Linked DNA regions of Zea mays: regions 1 and 3 are each linked to region 2. The links are chromatin contacts, called in public Hi-C maps. All regions are on one chromosome and are shown on one strand. Each heading gives the region's core, a stretch centred on a gene start, on an enhancer-like site or on the middle of the called end of the contact. The rest is flanking DNA. Distances are from core to core; before and after follow the strand shown.

Region 1 (3,005 bases), core at 491-2,990, 310 kb after region 2:
ACTGATACCACGAGAAAATTTTCGATGTCTCTTTCTTCTTCTTATTTGTTTAAATTGCAAGGACCTAGTGATTATCATTCATTTTTAACTTTGATATCGTTAGTTTCCCATTAGTTGCATCCTTCTACTAGCTAGAGAATTTATATCTTTTGTCGTATTGATTAAATTTCTCTAGTGTCTTTGATTTTAGTCAACCGTCTATTCACCCCATCTAGCCAGTGTCCTAGATCCTACAAAGTGAACCATATATTGATTGCAAATGGGTAACAATTGTACATTACAACTATAAGGTAGATTGCAAAGGTCCTATAGCCAATAGTTGGCTATACTATTAAACTTGCTCTAAATGGATACACAGTGCCACTGGAAGGGTGTACGGAAACAGTCGCATGTTCATTGGCAATTATTAAACTTGCTCTAAATGGATACACCGGCCTGTTGGAAGGGTGTACGGAAACGGTCGCGTGTTCGTTGGTAATCTATCGGACGACTACGAATTCAAGGGCTACGTGGCGCTATAATAGCTAGTAATTAGCATAACATAGGTTGGTTAGCCTCTGAGCCCTGGCTCCAACAGGACAACTAAAGGACATCCAAAGCTAAACTAGATGTTATATAGGTACGGTAGTGTTTATCCAACAGGACAGGTAAAAAGAACAATCATTTTGGATGAGGTGAGAAAGGAAAGCTAAAATGAATGGTATAGAAAGGGGGCAACCATTTTAATATGTGTCTCAATGACAGAGTAACTCCACCATTCACCACCGACCCGATACTAGATGGTAAAATGATTTTTTGTTGAATACACTAAATTTATATGACTAGCTAAACTACCTGTAACAACCATAACAATTTAATGTATGCACTCAGTTTTTAAGAAACTAGTTTATAAAAATTGAACTGGTTCTAAATAAACTAGTTTATATCTTAGTTTATAGAAACTGGATTCCCCGTTTCTTAAAAACTAAGAAGTTAGCCTATTCTAGATAAAAAATAAAAACTGGTTTAATTTTCAAACATGACTATAACAAGCAAAATACATGAATGGCTAAAATGACTTCGTGTTGGAGTCAGGCCATATTTGGTTTCTTTAGTCTAGGGACTAAAGTTTAGTTAGAGGACTAAAGTTTAGTCCCTAACATGTTTGGTTTTAGAGGCTAAAAATAGTAAGAATATACTAAATGACTCATAAGAAGACTAAAATGACCTTTAACATTCTCCTGCTATTAGTACAATTGAACTAAATGAGGGGTAAATGTGGAATTAATATGGTTTAGTCCTTTTTAGCACATATGTGAAGGACTAAGGCCATGTTTGGTTTCTTTAGTCTAGGGACTAAAGTTTAGTCTCTAACATGTTTGGTTCTAGGGGCTAAAAATAGTAAAAATATACTAAATGACTCATAAGAAGACTAAAATGACCTTTAACATTCTCCTGCTATTAGTACAATTGAACTAAACAAAGGGTAAATGTGGAATTAATATGGTTTAGTCCCTTTTAGCACATATGTGAAGGACTAAAGACTAAATCATTTTAGTTCATATTTTAATCCTAGTGTTTGACTAAAAAGGGACTAAATGAGACTAAAAACTAGAGACTAATCTTTAGTCCCTCTAACCAAACACCCCCTAAAGACTAAATCATTTTAGTCTATATTTTAGTCCTAGTGTTTAACTAAAAAAGACTAAATAGGACTAAAAACTACAGACTAATCTTTAATCCCTCTAACCAACACCCATTGAGGGGACTAAAGATTAGGTACTAAAAGTTATTTTTAGACTGACTCCAGTCTGAGTGAGCGAAGAGCCACAGAGAGGAGAGAGCACACCATCCGATCACGCCTTTCTCCGTCTTCCTTTGGTCGGTGGGGTCGACTCCGCCTCCTCACCCGCAAAACCCCTCGTGTTCGCGAGACGATCAGACGAGGCGGTCAGGGAGGGGGAGGTAGAATAGGGTTTCGGCAGGGCCGTGCCGGGCCGCCTCCTGCTGACCTTCCTCCTCCAGCGCCGTGCAAGCACTCCCGTCCCTGCCAAGCCCTAGCTAGGGTAGCTGGTGCAGCGGATTCCAGGACCCACAAATCTCTTCTTCTCAACCCATTGCCGGTGGAGCGTGGCTGGTAAGTAATCCATGCTTCTCTTTCGTTTTCCTTCCGCTCCCCTGCTCTTCCTCAGACTACCCTGCTACTTACACAGATTTCTTTCTGACGACTGATCGCGCGCTCGCAGAGGTAGTGGCCTCGGGTTGTTGGGGTTCGGGCTCGCCGGCGATTTTGGGGGACGAGTTCGCTGCCGGTGCCGCGGGCGGGGGCGTGATTCGCACCTCGGAGGAACAAACGGTTGAACTGACCCAGGTGTTGATCTGCTGCTGCTACTACTGATCCATGGCTAATACCCGGTCAGGAGGAGGAGGAGATGCCCCTCCCCCCCCTTCTTCTCCTCCAGCTGCTGCTTCTGCAACTGCCACAAGGAAGCTTGCCGATGGAAGGGAGACCAGGAACACCGCAGCTGCCAGTGCTCACACACCAAACCTCAGGAGGTCCACTCGAGAAAACAAAGGAAAGCACAAATCTAGACTTGCTGACACACCACCCCTTCACAGATCTGCTAAAACGCCCACCAAGGATGCCACTGCAATTGCTACCCCCAAATCCACACCCTTGCCAAACAACCCCAAAGACTCAACAAAAAAGCCCTCCAGAGTTAGGAACACAAGTGTTTCACCTTCTCCTTCAAAACAAGAACCTAATGAAACCTCAACGCCCGCCTCCACCAAAAGAAAAACCCAAGATGATGCTCTGACTGCCTCTACACCGTCCAAGAAGCAGAAAAGGCTCCTGCATGCGAAGAGCTACATTGCACTCTTCAATATAGGAGAAGAATCTGGTACATGATGCCATGCCATTTCATTGAATTAATGGTTTTTTTGCACGATGGGTATTTTTTTGAAGTCTCGCTAATCCAGCTCATTACTTACTTTCTCTGTTGCAAACATTCCACTTGTCAGAT
Region 2 (2,871 bases), core at 283-2,782:
TGATAGTATTTCTTCGGGTGACTCTATCTGTAGTTTCTAGGATCTGCTTTGGCTTCTCCACGTATGTCAGGTCTTCTTGGACTTCCAGTTCTTCCACTGGCAACTGCTCCTCTAGTACTCACAGACACTTCATCAGCTGAGACACATGGAAAACATCATGCACTGCTGATAGACTTTCTGGTAAGCTGAGCTGGTAGGCCACTTCTCCACGCTTTGCCATAATCTGGTATGGTCTGATATATCGTGGTGCTAACTTACCATTGACTCCGAACCTTCTGACTCCTTTGATAGGTGACACCTTCAGATAGACATAATTTCCCAATTCAAAACTCAGTTCTCTTCTTCTTGTGTTAGCATAATTGCGCTGCCTTGACTGGGTTATTTTCAAATTCCCTTAGACCATTTTGATGTTATCTTCAGCTTTGAGCAAAATGTTAGGACCGAACACCTGTCTTTCTCTAGGTTGATCCCAGAGCAGTGGAGTTCTACAACTCCTTCTGTATAGTGCCTGAAACAGCAATATCTTCAAACTGGCCTGGTAGTTATTGTTATAGGAGAATTCTGCATAAGGTAATTTCTTATCCCAACCTGACTTATCTTACAATGCATAGACTCTCAGCATGTCTTCCAGAATCTGATTAGTCCATTCGGTCTAAGCGTCGGTCTGTGGGTGATAAGCTAAACTGAACTTCAAATGTGTGCCCAAAACTTCTTCTAACTACTGCCAGAAATGAGAGGTGAACTGTGTACCTCAATCTGACACTATCTTCTTCGTCACACCATGCAAACAGACAATCCAAGACATGTATAACTCAGCTAACGTTGCTCCATTATATGTTTTCTCCACTGGTATGAAATGGGTCACCTCTGTTAAGCGGTCCACAATCAGCCATATAGAATCGTAGCTGCTCGGGTACGAGGTAGGCTAATGTAAAGCCCAAAAATGATAGAAGGGAAAATAATAAAATAAATAAATAAATATATTTTTGATAGTATTTCTAGAATTTTTTAAACCCTTAGGAATTTATAAGGACCCTTCCTATTCATAATCAATTAATAAAATTAAATTAGTTAACTAAACAATAAATAGTTAAGGAAAGGTTGATCTCTTCTAATGGTTTTGTGGCAATACATTTTATTGAAAACATAAATCAGATCTTCAATTTTAATAAAAACATAAAAAATAGAAAATGAGAAAGGGAATGAAACCATTTATTCCTTCCATAAATAAATGACAAGGAAAAGAATAGATAATAGTATTGTAAACAGTAGAGTTTATATTCACATAAAGATTAATTTTTACACTTGAAAAGTTGAAGTTCAAAAACAAGAGTTTGAATTTGAAATAAGGAATTGAAATTTTGAAAGAAATACAAAAGAAAAAAAAAAGAAACAATTCATACTAGGCCGCCACCGAGGTTTTCGGACCATCCCCTTTTCCCCCTTTGTCGCGTGCGGCCCATTCCTCACTCGCCCTGCCTCACCGACGTGTGGGTCCTAGCGCTCCTCCTCTCTTGGTGTCTATGGCATGTGGGCCGTCTGGCCAGACCGTTTCAACACGCAAGGGCGCAAGCCTGTCGCGAGTCTTGTACACGCTGACATGTGGGACCCGGTCGTCATCACTAACCCCTCAATCGAAGACACCACAACAGAATAGCGGCGCCAGGTTTCTCGGTCGGGCCGCTCCAACCGCCGTTGCCCGGGTGTGCGGGTCAGACTCCATGCTATAAAGAGCTGAGCCCCGTACCCCTGGAACCCTTGGACCATCTCTCGCCACCCAGAACAAGGTAACCTCGTCGCCATCACCATAGTTGTGGAGCACCGCCGCAGTTGGCGAGGTGAGATCCCGCGGGGCCTCTTCAATCCGAGTCTGGGGGTGGCAGGGTCCCTAGCGCAACCAAGTGGGTTCGGTTGTGGGGACCGGTGGCACGCGGAGTACCTCAGAGTGGCGGCAATTGCTCGCCGATGCATGCCCTCTGGTGCGGACTACGCCTCTTCGTGGGCAGCGAACTCCACATCTCTGACTTAGGTGAGACCCCTCTCCGCATGTTCGCCATCTTCCCCTCTAGGTTTAGCACCGGACAATTTTAGGTTTGGGGTGTTTGGGCATCGGATTGCGTGTCCGCCGGCGAAGCTCCATCGCGGCCTCGCGGGTATGCCATGCGGCGCTGTCGTGTTCTTCTGGGATGGGAGATATGGTCACGTCAGTCGATTGCTCGCTTAACGGCTGCAATTAGATCAAATGTACCCCTTCGCGCATAACGATCCGGGTTGCCGATTCTTGATCAGGCGGTCAAAATCAAATCCGGATATCGGTTTGGGTAGGTGTAACATAAGTCATTCGATTCAGATCAAACGGGTGTGTGGATGGGGGCCTAATAAGATCTCGGCCGTAGGTTTCTGATCCGATTGTCCACATAGCATACCGCTTCGATTTAAGAAGGGTCTAATCCAGGCCGTTGAATCTGATCGGGCAGTCATAACCGAACCATACCCCTTCGTCGTAGTATTTTTGCATAAGAGACCCTCGACTTTAATCCATTCAACCCGCCGTCCATCCTTTCATAAGGAATATTACGCAGGGAACCTAAAGTTAGCGAAAACAAACCTGATCTTCCTAGAAACTATGTGCCCAATCCAGAATTATTAGGAATACTCTGAATTAAATAAGAAAATGGGTTTTTAGTGTAAAATAAATCTGGAAACTTGTTTAATTCATATTAAATCCATTTTAGCTCCAAATTGATCAATTCCGGTTGCTATAAATTCATATTAATATTGTTTATCATCTGATAACCCTATTTTGTTATGAAACATAGGTAGGAATTATGCACTTAATTTCTTCTGTATCCAACATTTAAATCTTCAGTA
Region 3 (3,041 bases), core at 239-2,738, 340 kb after region 2:
ATCAGCAGCAATCGCCAGCAATTAGTGTGGATGCAATGTCCTCAAGGACACAACCAGTGCTGGCGGCAAGCACATCCCCATCAGATATACATGTGGGACCCCTAGCAGCCTCAGCCTTGTCAAGTTTACACTCTGTTCTCCCTTCAACCTCATTACCCTCAAGCTTGCATCCTAGTCACCTGGCACAACGTGTGCCACCAACTCCTAACCCAACTTTACAAGCCGGGGCACCGAAAGGCTCGAATGCAACAATGCCTTCCATCCCTACAGGCATGCAGCTGCCAGATTCTGGTTCCCTATCGCTGGATGCATGGCTTACAGCTAATCTTGGGTTGAATGATGCGTCTACAGCTCCTGCTAAGGATACAGCCAGTCTTGGGTTGAGCAGTGATGCCCCTAGGGCAGCTCCTGATACAAATACGGCCAGTCTTGGGTTGAGCAGTGATGTGCCTAGGGGTACGGCTCCTGCTACAAATACAGCCAGTCTTGGGTTGAGCAGTGATGTGCCTAGGGGAACGACTCCTGCTACAACTACAACCAGTCTTGGGTTGATCAGTGATTCACCTAGGGTGATTGCTCCTGCCAGCAGTAATTCGCCTGGGGCGATTGCTTCTGCTACAAATGGTGGTTCCGAGATAGATGTGGTATGCCTGTCAGATGATGAATGATGCTAGCACGTGTACAAGGCTGACAGTTATAGATGACTGCTTGAAAGGACTAGGCATTATTTTACGGCTCCCTTGAGTCCGTTCTGACAAGGTGGGAATGTTGTTTGTGCTGTGAATGGCTGGTAACAGCAATGACAGTTTTATTAAGTTCATTGTAAATGTGTATTATGACAAATGCCTGCCAACGTTTGCTGTAAATCGCTAACCTCTGGGGAATGTGGATATTAACCTCTGAGATGGAGTTGGGTTTCAAGCGCTATGAGGTTTCTGTACATGTTTGTCATTGATTAGTTCCCTGAGGTGTTCGTTGTAGGCCGGAGTGCTAGCTCCGTGTATCGTTTTGGTTCTACGTATGTTTCTTTTTTTTAGTTTGACTTAAAAAAACAGTAGCAACAAAAAACAGTAGCAACATCTCCATGATAGTTATTATGTATAATAAATGCTGAAATTTTCTTGTATATATTTGATTGAAACGGCGGGAGTATGTAACAGAGCAATTTAGACCAAGGCGGTCACTTCAACGTTGTATTGTATTTCTCTTCTTGGTGAAATACGGCAGCACTGTCCTATGTTAAGTTTTATATCTATATAGCTAGCTATCTATGTATCTGTATTTATACCTGTTCTATATATGTACATTTATGTTTTATGTGATTTGGATTTACTAGTGTGTATCTGTATTTATAGGCTCGCTTATACAGCCTGACGGCGATCACCATGATAGTAAGGACATTTATAGAGACTCAATAACTCTGGGTTAATGAGAGATGATGTAGCGTGGGGGTGTGCGAGCTCGGCTCTCTAACAAGCTCAACACGGCTCTCTAACAAGCTCAACATGAAGGCTCGACTCGGCTCGTAACAGGCTTGCGAGCCGGCCTGCTGCCTAGTGCCTCAGTCTCACTACAATTAAAATGCAAACTGCTAGCACTAAAATGCAAATTGCAATAACAGTTTATAGACAAGTTAAATGTTGAATACTTTATGACTTGAATAAACATAAGGGGACATAGTCACATTACTCACAAACTGAAATAACACTTAAGTCTGCAATACCAACTCCAATAGCAAAAGTGCAAGACAATAAAGTCTGCCAACTCCAACAGTTACACTACCTCAGTATTCAGTAACATCACTACCATCTCCAACAGTAAGACAATAAAGTCTGCAATACGAATGCAACTACAAATTCTCAAGTCTAAACAGTGAAGAGATAAACAAAAGAAGTAAAGAACCATGCCACAGCCGCACAACCTAACAGGTGACAGCCCACAGTTACACAAATACAAGTGGCATGCAACTACCACCATCCAAAATTCCAGAATCAAATGCCACTTGTTGTGTGCTCATCCATGTGAACATGTCCATGAGTGATGACTGATGAGTCCATCATCCATGCGACTTGCTATGTGATCAACCATCCAATTGTCCACTACAAAGCATCAAATAAGACAATAAGTATTTAATGAAAAAAATTAAAGATCAAAACCACTCAAGTAGGTAATCGCTTACTACTTAGTAGTAGCATGATACAAACTTACAAAGATATCAAGATCTAGTTGCTCTCCACCAAACTTTTTGGAAATGCATTGTTTTCAATATCGTCTTCTTCATCTTGCTCCAAAAAATAAATAGAGCATTACATTGATAAAAAAATAGAAAACACACTAGAATAAAAAAGTAGAAGAATATCATACTACAATACATATGACTCCCATCATGTGCACTTCGAATCCAACTAGAGGAGCATATCAATGCCTCTACCATAGAAGGGCTTAGAGAGCTACGATAGTCATCTAGAGTTCGACCCCCAGTGCGAAAAGTAGACTCTGAAGACACAGAGGTAGCGGGCACAATTAAGAACTTTGCCATCCTCGACACCACTGGAAATCTATGTGAGTTAACCTTGCACCAGCTTAGCAAATCAAAATCCTTATCAGCCAAACTCACATTGTTTCATCCAATAGATGAGCAACTCACTTTTTGATGGATTCACTTCAGTAGATGATAAGTATGACTGAAACTCACATGATGCAGTAGGCAAACTACAAGATCTATTCATTGCCAATGATGATGATGCACTAAGCTTGCTTTGAGCAGCTTTTCTCTCTCTATGTTGCATCTCATAGTCTTCATACAACTTTTCCAATTCGTCTCTAAATTCTTCTATCTCAAATCCAACTTGGTCTACATAAAAAATCTTACCAAAACACCACTCAATATATCTCATCTTATACCTTGGATCTAGGATAGTAGCAATCACCATAACATTGTTCCTTTATTCCCAATACTTGTTGAATTTCTCCATCATCGCAATACCCATTTTTTCATATTAAAATTAGTAGAAACCATTGCTGCTCTCAATGCAATTTTG

Evidence for each region. A called contact is a pair of places that touch in the nucleus more often than the background predicts.
Region 1: a Hi-C map of tassel shows a contact between it and region 2, with 2.8 times the contacts expected there. The contact joins the promoter of LOC103638205 here to the enhancer-like site in region 2. A contact is called at or near these places in 6 of 25 Hi-C or Micro-C datasets (ear, endosperm, leaf and 2 more).
Region 3: a Hi-C map of tassel shows a contact between it and region 2, with 1.6 times the contacts expected there. The contact joins two enhancer-like sites.

Annotation. Positions count from the first base shown.
Region 1 is chr9:32,129,105-32,132,109 of Zm-B73-REFERENCE-NAM-5.0, forward strand. LOC103638205 (Helicase protein MOM1) reads left to right here and starts at 1,741. Exons shown (of 21, transcript XM_008661197.4): 1 at 1,741-2,116; 2 at 2,226-2,882. The coding sequence starts at 2,381.
Region 2 is chr9:31,817,934-31,820,804 of Zm-B73-REFERENCE-NAM-5.0, forward strand. No RefSeq gene overlaps it. Among protein-coding and RNA genes, the nearest start is that of LOC103638202, 130 kb to the right of the region's middle. Within about 2 kb of position 1,533, at least 19 of the 20 cell types and tissues checked have an H3K27ac peak or open chromatin away from gene starts, as enhancers often do. A contact at or near this core is called in ear, endosperm, leaf and 2 more, where this site is marked.
Region 3 is chr9:32,156,458-32,159,498 of Zm-B73-REFERENCE-NAM-5.0, forward strand. LOC103638205 (Helicase protein MOM1) reads left to right here. Exons shown (of 21, transcript XM_008661197.4): 21 at 1-1,206. The coding sequence ends at 668. It overlaps LOC103638206 (a long non-coding RNA gene), which reads right to left. Exons shown (of 3, transcript XR_558621.3): 2 at 2,209-3,041; 3 at 1,657-2,099. Among protein-coding and RNA genes, the nearest start is that of LOC103638206, 3.7 kb to the right of the region's middle. Within about 2 kb of position 1,489, at least 7 of the 20 cell types and tissues checked have an H3K27ac peak or open chromatin away from gene starts, as enhancers often do. A contact at or near this core is called in tassel, where this site is marked.